Regions from separate parts of the Triticum aestivum genome. Here region 2 is linked to region 1. Evidence: chromatin contacts called from public Hi-C data. All regions are on one chromosome and are shown on one strand. Each heading gives the region's core, a stretch centred on a gene start, on an enhancer-like site or on the middle of the called end of the contact. The rest is flanking DNA. Distances are from core to core; before and after follow the strand shown.

Evidence for each region. Hi-C and Micro-C count contacts between places; a contact is called where the count stands out from the background.
Region 2: a Hi-C map of leaf shows a contact between it and region 1, with 2.5 times the contacts expected there. The contact joins the promoter of LOC123045380 here to the promoter of LOC123045377 in region 1. A contact is called at or near these places in 2 of 5 Hi-C or Micro-C datasets (both in leaf).

What each region holds. Positions count from the first base shown.
Region 1 is chr2B:449,587,243-449,592,791 of IWGSC CS RefSeq v2.1, forward strand. It overlaps LOC123045377, which reads right to left and starts at 2,969. Exons shown (of 2, transcript XM_044468405.1): 1 at 2,204-2,969; 2 at 1,337-1,883. The coding sequence starts at 2,651. The coding sequence ends at 1,678. It overlaps LOC123045376, which reads left to right. Exons shown (of 7, transcript XM_044468404.1): 5 at 1-23; 6 at 207-380; 7 at 476-993. The coding sequence ends at 573.
Region 2 is chr2B:450,376,546-450,382,094 of IWGSC CS RefSeq v2.1, forward strand. It overlaps LOC123045380, which reads left to right and starts at 2,236. Exons shown (of 1, transcript XM_044468410.1): 1 at 2,236-3,901. The coding sequence starts at 2,581. The coding sequence ends at 3,588.

The sequences.
Region 1 (5,549 bases), core at 1,719-4,218:
TGCTGCACTGAGAGCTTCTGAAAGTATGTCGGTTGATCCTCTCCCAAACTCCATCCTGTGATTTCTGACAGGCCTGTTCAGTATTTAGCTTGTGCTTACATCTTTTCTTGCCTGAATGTGTATTTTTTTGCCGTTCTTATTTTCTATGAGAAAGAGAACATCAGCTTTTATGGAGAGGAAATCTAACCAGATGTGCTGTGAACCAGTCAATGCAGACGTTGTCCTTAAAGGTGTCATTGGAGATGATGAATATGGTTGTCCTCCTAGGAGCAACGGCAGTGCACCATTTGAGCACATCTCATTTAGGGAGTTGGCAGCAAGAGGAACCAGCAAAATGGACATGACAGCAATTACATGTTGTGAGGAGAACAATATTCCTGGTTAGTTTCTCTATGAATCTTTCATTTCAAAGTTGTGTTTAGCGCCTCCTCTGGCAGTATACATAAGATGATTTGTGTGCGTTCATTTCTTGCAGTTGTCATCTTTAACATGTTAGAGCCTGGTAACATGTCCAGAGCTATTTGTGGCGACCAAGTAGGTACGTTAGTTGACCAGTCAGGAAGGATAACTTAAATCACAAGGGCGATTAGCTGTGTTGTAGCATTGGGACATTTGTATTCTCTCACGGCAGCGTGCATCTTCGTTGATTGCATGGATCTTTGTGGATGGGAGAGAGGGTAATGTTCCTCGGAGAGAAGGCTCACACCTTGATTTGCATCGGGTGCTTGTTGCGTGACATCTGTTGTAGCGGCTCTGCCATGAGAAGTTGTTTGTTTGTAGTATCTGTCTGTAATGTGATGGTTAGACTAGTTGAAGAGCCTTTGTATAAAGTCATATTTATGCCTGCGTATGGCGTTAGGTCAGGTCATCAGAATGTTGTATTGTGCTCTAGTAGTAACTTGTAGCGCTGTTGTTGAGCTGTAGTGTTGTACTGTATTGGAGAAAGGCATTTTTCTTCCTTACGTGCTCGAATGAGTGATGGCTGTCCAGCAAGTGTGCTGTGTGATGTTGTCATTTCTTTTTCACATCAAACATTAACAGCTAGAGAACCGAATATTGTTTGACCAAGAACGCCTTACTGAATGCAACCTGTTAGCTTTTCTGTGGCCGGTCTGGCATTCTGAACTCCTGAACCTTGACGTGTTGCTGCTGAGATTTGTCAACGAACTGCGAGAGGTGATTTCAGATGTTCTTTTAATCTTTTGTTAGCTGTCTGGTGTTGTGTCAGTTGAGCAAATTGAGTATTCGTGGGTTTTGGTTCAGCAGAATGTGCCGACGGTGGCATCTGCAACTTTCAGAGCAGCCAGTAGTACGTAGTTTCTTGCCCACTTGCATATGTGATCTATCCATACATGGCCGGTCAATCTCCTCTACTTTCATCAATATAATCAGATACAAAATTCAATAATTACACATCATGCTTCCTGTAGTCTATAACAATCTTAATTGCCCGGACACGGTCTCGGGAACTGTCCTAGTCAAGCACCTGACATTTCCTACTATCTGAATCTGGCGTGGCCGAGCCGAGTGGATCATGACGCTTCCGCCTAAACAATGAGATACTATCAGGCACCAGCACGCTACGGTCTTATCCTCTGAAGCTCTGCGTGCCAAACCAATTCGAGACATGGACCGAGGGTGGGTAGTGATCATCATGGATGATGACGTGCTAGCTCGCTACATGGTCGGCCAGAACGGCATGTACCGGAGCCAGGCCGGCGGTTCGCCTGCTGACGTAGGAGCCTCCCCGGCGTTCCTGACACCGCTTGCGCCGGCGGAGGAGCAGGAAGATGAGGAGGTCTGGACGGCGGCCGAAGAGGACCTGGGGCACAGGAAGAAGCTCCGGGACCCTAGCTCCATCACCTTCTCCCTCGGGTCCAAACCTAAGCAATGAGTCCACAACATTTACATGATCAGCGAATGATCCTTCACTTACTGAATGATGCAGATGATGCTCACTAACTGTCGCCTAAAGGATCAATGGTTGTTGCGACCGACTTGACACTCTCAGTGGGCCCATGCATTGCTTGCTGAATATGTTCTGATTCATCTCGCCGGCTATTCTCAAGCAGAGTTCATGCCGGCATATCGCCAGCTTGGCTAATGCTAGTATTTGGGTTGACTTTCCGCTTTGATAGTTGTGTGGTGCAATTCTGGAATGGAAAACAAAGGGCACTGTGGTCTTCAGATGCAACTAACTTACTTTCCAAGCTGAACTGGGAGTAGTGTAGGCTGAAGGTCGCCGGGTCGGTCGACGGCAGCAAGGGCCGCCTGCCCTCCTTGACGTAGATCCCCACGGCGGCGGCCACGAGGTCCGCCACGCTCCACTCCGCCGACGCCATGACGTTCAGCGGCCACAGGCTCCTCTGCACGGTCACGTTCACCAGCACCTTGCTCGGCGTCCTCCGGACCGCCAGCTCCGCCAGCGGCTCGCCGCCGTCGGCGGCGCGGAAGCTCCTGCCCCTAACGCCGGCGAGCAGGTCCGGCTGCGTCTTGGGCCTCTGCTTTGGCAGCTGGTGCCGCTGCTCCGCCCCGCGCCCGTGGAACGACGCCGACCGCTGCCCCGGGCCTCGCAGCAGCTGCCCTCCTGACTCCTGCCTTTGCCGGTCGCCGGAGCAGCTCTTCTCGAAGGAAGGCGCGTGAGGAGGCATCGCCCTTGCTGGCGGTGACCGGCAGGCGCTGCCGCAGAAACAGCTCCAAACACCCGGGCGATCAGACGGCGGGCGCAAGGATCACGGCTGCCGGCGGCAAGGCGCACGGGAGCCGGGCGGCGAGGCTGTCCATGCAGAGCAGAGCATGCAGTATGCAGGTGCAGCTGGTCCTATGGCCATATAAGAGCCAGCCGAGACGAAGGCGAAGCAGGGCACAATTAAAGCAAGGAGAACCGAATTTTCAAAGGTGAGAAGCGCAATCAAAGCCAGAAGCAACTGGGAAGTGACTTGTACCGGAGAAAGGTGAGATGAGAACGGCACGGCAGACACACACATGGAAACATTGTAACCATTGGTGATTGGCTTGTCAATTATTGGAGCACGATTGCCTCTCCTCCACAAATTAAATACGTTTATGTTTATTTATTAAGGTCGCCACTAAGGGCAAAATACACTTAGTCTTATATAACTCGAAAGAAATTTGATAATTGCAAAGTCATGCCCATTAAATTTCTATTGCATTGAATTGGCACCACGCTTTGGTTGATGCACTATATAGAAAAACGAAGAACCTTTCTAAAAAAAATTGCTATGAAAAGTAGTGCGGAACAAAATCCTTGAACTTGCAAGATTCAAGCTTACAACGAGGAACATATGGATAGAGGACTTCAATTGGACTTGGAGTAGGCGGAGGGTCAAGTGGTGAGGTTGAACACATGTGTAATGGAAGTAATGATCATTCAAGTATGTTTAGATATGTCTCAAAAGATGTAACTACAAAGATGGCTGGTGACCCCCAATTCTTCAATGACAAGCATTGACAAGGCTAAGGACATAGATTTTATCTTTTACCGATCCAAGATCACATTGAGTCCATAGCTATGACAATACTATTAACAAGGATCAAGTATGAATGGTGATAGTTGTTTTTGGTAAGTGCTTAGAGATCAAACTCCAAAATCACGCAAAACACCGCAACCATTTTCCACTATCTATAACTCCATTTCTAGTATTCGGGGCCACCGAGCCAAATCCATTTGGATCCTTTGATCCATTCCAGAGATAGTCGTTGCAATATTATCAAGGTGGGAAGCAGGATATGGTGAAGAAGAAAGAGAGAAGGGGGCCACGATGCTACCATTGTAGGAACTGGGGACACATAAGGAAGAATTGTCGAACATGGAGGAATACCGATGGGACCATAGTGTCCCAGCATCCTCTACGAGAAGTGATTGGGATGGTTGCCTTCTTACGCTATCAAGTGGGTTATGTGAGGAAGCGTGGATATTAGATATAGTGAACTCTTATCATGTGGCATCAAACAACGAGTAGATCACTTGCTACAAGTCTATAAAGTTTTCTGATCTATCAAGGTGGCGATGTGCCTCAGTGCACTATGACATTGGAGATGTCAAGATCCAGACTTAAGATGGAAGTGAACATGTGATGTTAGAGACATGCCAAGGGTTCAAGAGAGATATGGCTTCGCTTGGTAAACTTCATGGCAATGGTTATGTCTACAAAGTGGGCAATCACAAGAAGACCAGGAGAGTTAAGAAGAAGCTTGTGACGAAGGGAAAGAGAACCAAGAACAACTTGCACAAAGTGTGAATAAACATTGTTGAAGATGTAACCGAGGAGAAGCCAGATGTGGATTTATGTTCAATCAAGGTGACCAAAACGAAGGGGCCAAACTTGGCGGCACTCATGAGACTGAGCAACAAGGGAAGATTCCAATTCAAGTGTTGAAGATGATAACCACAAGATGATGAGGACATATCGTTAAGGTGAAGTTTGGTGGATGACCATCGAATATGTATATAGGGCTATAGTTGGACTTATTATGTCTAGGGGTTGAACACATGTAAAATAAACCTATGCATCGCAGGGTAGATTTTTTTTTTGCGGGAAGCGGTTAAACTATATTAGCGAAACTAGTAGGTTAGACACAATATCACGAAGGGGTGCTTTGGACGCCTGAGGAAGGGATGACTAGACCGACCATGTCGCGATTTTCGGAAATTTGCCTCATGGCCTTGGTGTGATTTGTCGTGGATTATACTTTGTTGACTTAGTACATGGGATTTTTTTTTTGAGAATTGGGAATGATCTTTATGCTCCCAAGATGTAGGCATAAATATATGTGTCTACTTTTCTTAATGTTCTAAGCATGTAAATTATACCATAATTTGCAATGATTGTAATACCTGTCCATAAACATATGTTTTCCTTTTCCCTACATAGAAGATAAGACACGCTCTACAACTATTTTAAAAATAAAATAGTTCCCGCACCTTCTCGTTTTTCTTCCCTTACCCTAAATAGTTAGGACAAACTCTCCCCTCTATTGAATTCATACTCTATCCAATTGCTACAATATTTGGAACTGATGGAAAAGGACGGGCAATATATATTTTTGAACTGATGGAGAGAGGCGGACAATATGCTTTAACACTCCTCCTCACGTGTATGCTTATTTAGTCCTTAGACGTGGTATCGATGTAGGCCGCAAAATCTTTTTTTAATATTGGGTTGGCATGGTCTTGAAATTAAGATCTCTTGGCTCGGATACCGTATTAAATTCATGTGGGTCTTGAAATTAAGACCTCTTGGCTCGGATACCATATTAAATTCATATTTCAGCCAGTTGCTCCGAAAGTATGGAGAGAGGCGAGTAATTTTTTTTCTTCTGGAAAAGGAGGTTAAACCCCCTGCCTCTGCATCAATCGATGCATACGGCCATCTTTTTAATTATTCCACGAAGGTCTGACAAAAACATACATCAAGCCACCCAAAGCCACTACTCACACCTACAAAATTGATAATGCCGCGTGCTCTCACTCCCCATATCTATAACTGATGTCATCGCCGATCCATTCATATAATGTATCGGAACCA
Region 2 (5,549 bases), core at 986-3,485, 790 kb after region 1:
CAGTGATTATGGTAGATGGAGCGATGGATGATTGGATCGGGGAGCAGGACAAGAACATATGGAGTATCGTACTTTGCCTAGAATTTTATTTTTTTGAGCGGTGCCTAGATGCTGATTTAATTTATTGTGTTGCAAGTGCACATGAATCTTGCGTGTCCCAACGGCCTGGTTAGGCGGTCACATGGTTTCGTTGGTGCTGGTTGGTTCCGGCGCTGATTTCGCAGGGGCAAAAGGCGTTTCGTGGCCGCACTTGTTTACCCGATGACGATGAAGCGTGCCGGCTTGATTCATGCTTGGCTCGGGCGGTTGAAGGAAGGAAAGGCCAAGAAAAGAAGGTGCCCGCCTCGCCTGCCGAAACCGAACTCCACTCCGCGCCGGAATGCCCCATCCATCCAAATGCGACGCGATGGATGGTCCACGGTGTGGCGGAGCGGCACTGTTGCGCCATTGAGCGGCGGCGGAGGAGGAGGAGGAGGAGGAGCACCCTCTCTGTTCCCTGCGCCACAAGCAACAGCGCCGCTCCCAATTTATTTACCCGCCAGCCCCGCTCCGAGATCTGCAGCAGCACAGTTCCCGATTTTAATTCCGCGCAGGCACATGCGGGGCCGACGGCCTTGGTGATGGAAGGGGAAGGTCCCGGTCTCGGCCCTGACACCTGCGAGATCGCGAGCGCTGGGTCTGCTTGCTCGGCTGCTTTGGCCTTTTCAGCTTTGGGGGCCCGAGTCCCGGGTCAGTGCAGTTATAGTGTGCCACAGGCCGCAGCTGCACAGACGCCATCTCCTTCTCATGCTTGAACGAGCGTGACCGTGTAGGTAGGTGTACGTGCGAAATGGTCCTGCTTGCTGTTGAACGCAGACTCCCCGGCCCGGCCGGTCGTGTCTGCGAACACCAGATTTTGTAATGATTTCTTGCTGTATCCGATCATTCATTCCATCACGCGATTCGATTTCGACCATGCACGTCTTCTATCTAAAAGAATAATCCACGGAGTTTGTGCTCTCAACACGACCGGAGAAGATGACGGACAAAATCACTATTCTGACCCTTTCAACGAGCTTTGTCACAAAATGAACTCGACGTAAAAGTATTTCACGATCTGACCCTTTTAGCAACGCCACAGCCCGCGGCGTTTCTGCCCAACATAGAAACGCCGAGCTAGCTAGCGTTTCTAACCAAGAAGAAACGCCGACGCGGCTAGCGTTGCGGACCAGGTAAGAAACGCCAAAGGCGTTGGCGTTGCTGCCCATCATAGAAACGTCGAGTTCATTTTATGACAAAGTTTGTTGAAAGGGTCAGAACAGAACAGTGAAAAAGTCCGAAGATGACGGTAGTGCAGTGCGCCCCTTCCATTAACGCGTTCGCGTGCGCCAAAATAATATACTTACTGTGTATACAACCTGCAAAGCCCGCAGCCCCACATGTCAGTCGCTGCCGAGGCAAAGGAAGATCTCACGTGTCGCTGTTGGACCCAATGGCTGGCTGCATAGAGACTAGAGTAGCGCATGGCCGCGACACGATTTTGCCTTGGCTGGTGGGTCCGTTCCTTCCTAGTGCATGGACTAGTCGGCTGCCCTCTCTTTCCGTTTCGCCCCTACAGCTACAGGTGCCGACCGTTTCGTTTCGGAAGTTTCAGTGGCCATTTAGGAAAGCAGTAAAGGCCTCCTCAAGAAGAAGATGCGTTTTTTCTCTCCCTGCCCTGCCTGACTGCTATGCCTATGAGGACTATAGGTTATTCCTTCCGTTTACCCACTCTGTTTCATAGGCCTCCTTTTCCGTTTCCGTTTCCGTTCGTTCGCAGTTGGAACGAAATGCAAGAACATGACGCAAACATGATTGAATTTGCTTTGCGCGGACCGATCGAATTTGTTCTCCACTAGCGACCTACTACTATTGATAAGAAGAACTACTACTACTATAGGCCTCCTTTGGTTTGGAGGAATTTTATAGGATTTTCATAGGATAGGATTTCTATAGGAAAAATTCTTTCAGAGCTCTTTGGTTTGTAGGAATGAAATCCTATTCCTATGGAGAAATTCTTCCTATCCTCCACATTTCATAGGAAAACAAACATTAGCCTAGACTCAATGGAAAAAATCCTATGGTGCGAATCAAAGGGCATCTCTTTTTCTATTCCTATGCATAGGATTTGAGATGCATGTCATCTCATTTCCTATGACTTTCCTATTCCTATGATTTTCCAATCCTATGAACCAAAGGAGGCCTAAAGCACAAGGAAGCATACTAGTAGGAGGGAATACAGTACAGTACTAATAGTTGAGGTCGAGCACAAGCACAAAAGCCGTTGGAGTTGGAGGGGAAACCCCTGCAGAAAGTGAAGATTTTATACCTAGCTTGCGAGCACCAGCCTATTGCCTGTCAGGCTCAGGCTTCCCGATTAAGAGATACCTTTCTCCTGCCATTACCGAACTTGCTTCATTCCCTTCCTGTTGCCCGTCGCCGTCTGCAAAATGCCATCCGCGCGCTAGCCACCAAAGTGGTTAGTCGCCAAACCCCAAAGCGATTCCTCCGAGTGCTCCTACCGTGCCGTGCCTGCACGTACGTAACCACGCCTGACTGGGCATGAAGGACCTGGTGTCGTGCTTCAGCGAGCACGCCGTCAGGATCTCCGACGTCGCCTGCTCCGGCTCCGCCGCCGCCAATGCGGCTGCGGCGGCGGCGGCGGGGCCGGCCGACGGCGGGGGCAGGGCGGCGGGGATCAGCGCGGTCACCACCGTGTACCGCTCGCGCCTCTCGGCGTCCGGGAAGGACCTGCTCGTCGACGTCACGTGGGCGCGGTCGCCGGACGGCCCCGCGCTCTCCGTCGCCGTCCACGACGCCGGCGCCCCGCGCCACCGGGCCGCCGCTGCCGCCCCGAGGCACCTGCACAGGCGGAAGGGGAGCGGGACGTTCACCGCGGGCAGCTGCGTGGTGGGCGTCTTCTGGGACTACGCGGCGGCGCGGTACGGCGCCGGGCCCGAGCCCGTCTCCGGGTTCTACGTCGCCGTGGTCGCCGACGCCGAGTTCGTCCTCCTGCTCGGCGACATGAGCCGGGGCTACGTGGAGCGGCTGCACGGCGGGATACCGGTGGCCGAGTCGCGGATGGCGCGGCGGCGGGAGCGGTTCGTCGGGTGCGGGTGCTGGTCCACAAAAGCGCGCTTCTTGGAGTCCGGCGCGGAGCACGAGATCGGCGTCGGGCTGGAGGGCGACACGGAGGCGTGGGTGACCGTGGACGGCCGGAAGGTGGTGCAGCTGCGGCGGCTGCGGTGGAACTTCCGCGGCAGCCACACCCTCATCCTGGACGGCGGCGCGCCGGTGGACATGACGTGGGACCTCCACGGCTGGCTCTTCCACGCGATCGACCCGTCCGCCTCCTCGTCCAGCGCCGTCTTCACGTTCCACGCGCGCGGCGCGTCGGAGACGAGGCTGTGGATGGAGGACGACGGCGCCGCCAGCAGCAGCGGCGACAGCGACAAGGAGCACGAGAAGCCTGTGGCGCCGGCGCGCGGCCAGCGACAGAAGCAGGGGCCGTCAGGGCAGGGTTTCTGCCTGCTCATCCAAGGCTTCAGGAGCTCCTCCAAGATCACCTGATCTGTACATTCCGCGACAGGATTTATTTCTTCACCAATCTTTTTCGACTTCTTCTTGGTTTGTGTGCTTCGAAATGAAATTTAGGATGGATGTACTACTGATTGATGCCGGTTGTGAATTGATCCGATGCTTCACAGAATCACACGAGAGCGTGAAGCTGTGAATGGTAGGTAGACGTGGGGAGGTTCATGTTGACATAGTAGCAGAAGAAGGCGTTGGTTTTCCGTTTTTTGCTTGCTGATTTGATTGATACAGCAGTACCTGACTGTGAATGCGTTGTGGATTTCAGAAATATACAGCAAAGGTTGCAACATCTTGTTTCAACTGTTTGCTCCTTTTCATGGCACATAGCCACAAAAACATTTTGTTTGAGCATGTTTGTATGGGTCATGTAAGCTGATTTGCACCCTTAAAACCGCAATATTTGGGATATTGACACGCAAGAGTGATAAACGAGCAAGTTAAGAAAACTTATGGATATGTCAAGGCGGGTGCAGATGAGGATAAAAACACTTTTTCTCCACAATCCTTGTCATTCTCTAGCTTTGAGTAAACCGCGCACAAAACCGTAGCCATCACCGACGTCGATTGTGAGCTTTAAACAAAACTTGTGTTTGACATATCAACTCTTCTTCTAATCTAAAATAAAATCGGGTCCCTCTCAATTATTCCAGGACATGACTGCCACTCTAATGAATCCGAGAGGTCCCGAAGAAAAGAAGCAAATGAAACATGGTCCAGCCTTACTGGTCTACACATTGTGGAATTCTGAAAAAGAATCTATCAGATATGATTACACACAAATTTCCGGGCATGTATTGGTTGCACAGAGACTTGGGGACGTTTATCCGATGCAATGGTGGCATAAGTTCAGGATCAGGATAGTAGTCTAGTCCTCTGATCAAGATGGCTTTGCTAATTTATTGACCTACTGTTTGCCTTCATTGTGGCCATTCAGCTGCATAACAATGCTATTCACCTGCCTGCGAAAGGTCAACATGTTAGGCTAGTGAGAACTAGCCCAAGTAACCGGCCATTTATTGTGGATTAACAGTAACACAAGAGTGCCTACTTCATTGTGGGTGTTTTCTTGGTTAATTCATACCCCCTCCGCTCCAAAATGCTCGAAGTTCTAGGTTTTCTCGGCCAATTCATCTTAGCAGTGCCAATAAAAGGATAAATACTGAGGTGAAAAGAGAGAGAAAGCAGAAGAAAAGGTTTGCCTTCTCTTAATTAAGAGATGATCTCTTAACACAATATCTCTCAAAACATATTGAGGGATATCTGGTATGATTCGAGATTAGACTAAGATTTAAACCATTGTACACCATTTTCCATTGTCATCTCTAACATAAGACTGTCTTATTGCAATAGAAAAAGCATGCACACAATAAAGCTGTAATTCCGGTACATGGAGGATACCTCGCAGCATCCAATGCCCAGTTGGAAAAGCTGGTATACATTATTGTGTTAAAGCTGGTGATTCATGACAACAGTAGGTTGCGCAATATATCATCTTCAGACGTCAGCTCCTACGCTGAACTCACATGAACACAACAGACGCCATGAGTATCACGCAGAGGCAGTACCTGTAGCTTCAATCAGGGCATGAGTGATTGGTTTATGCCAGCAGATTACATGTGGTCCAGGACACGTACAGGCAGCAATCTTCATCTTCCATTACTGCTGGGCGGCCACCATGCCCTCCTCTTCGTGAATAGAGGATAACACCACTGATGAACAGACATCCGATCCAGGAGGACAGCATAACATGTGAATTGCGTACTGAACAAGACAATGATTTCAAATGAGGTACAAGGGTACGAACTAGAGTTGAATTTGTAAACAATGGGAAAAGCACAAGGAATCAAGGAGGGAAATGCCGATTTGTCAGTGAGCAAAATGACAGCAGGGGCTCCTATCATATTTGAGCAGAAGCCTTGGTGTTTGTTCAGTGATCA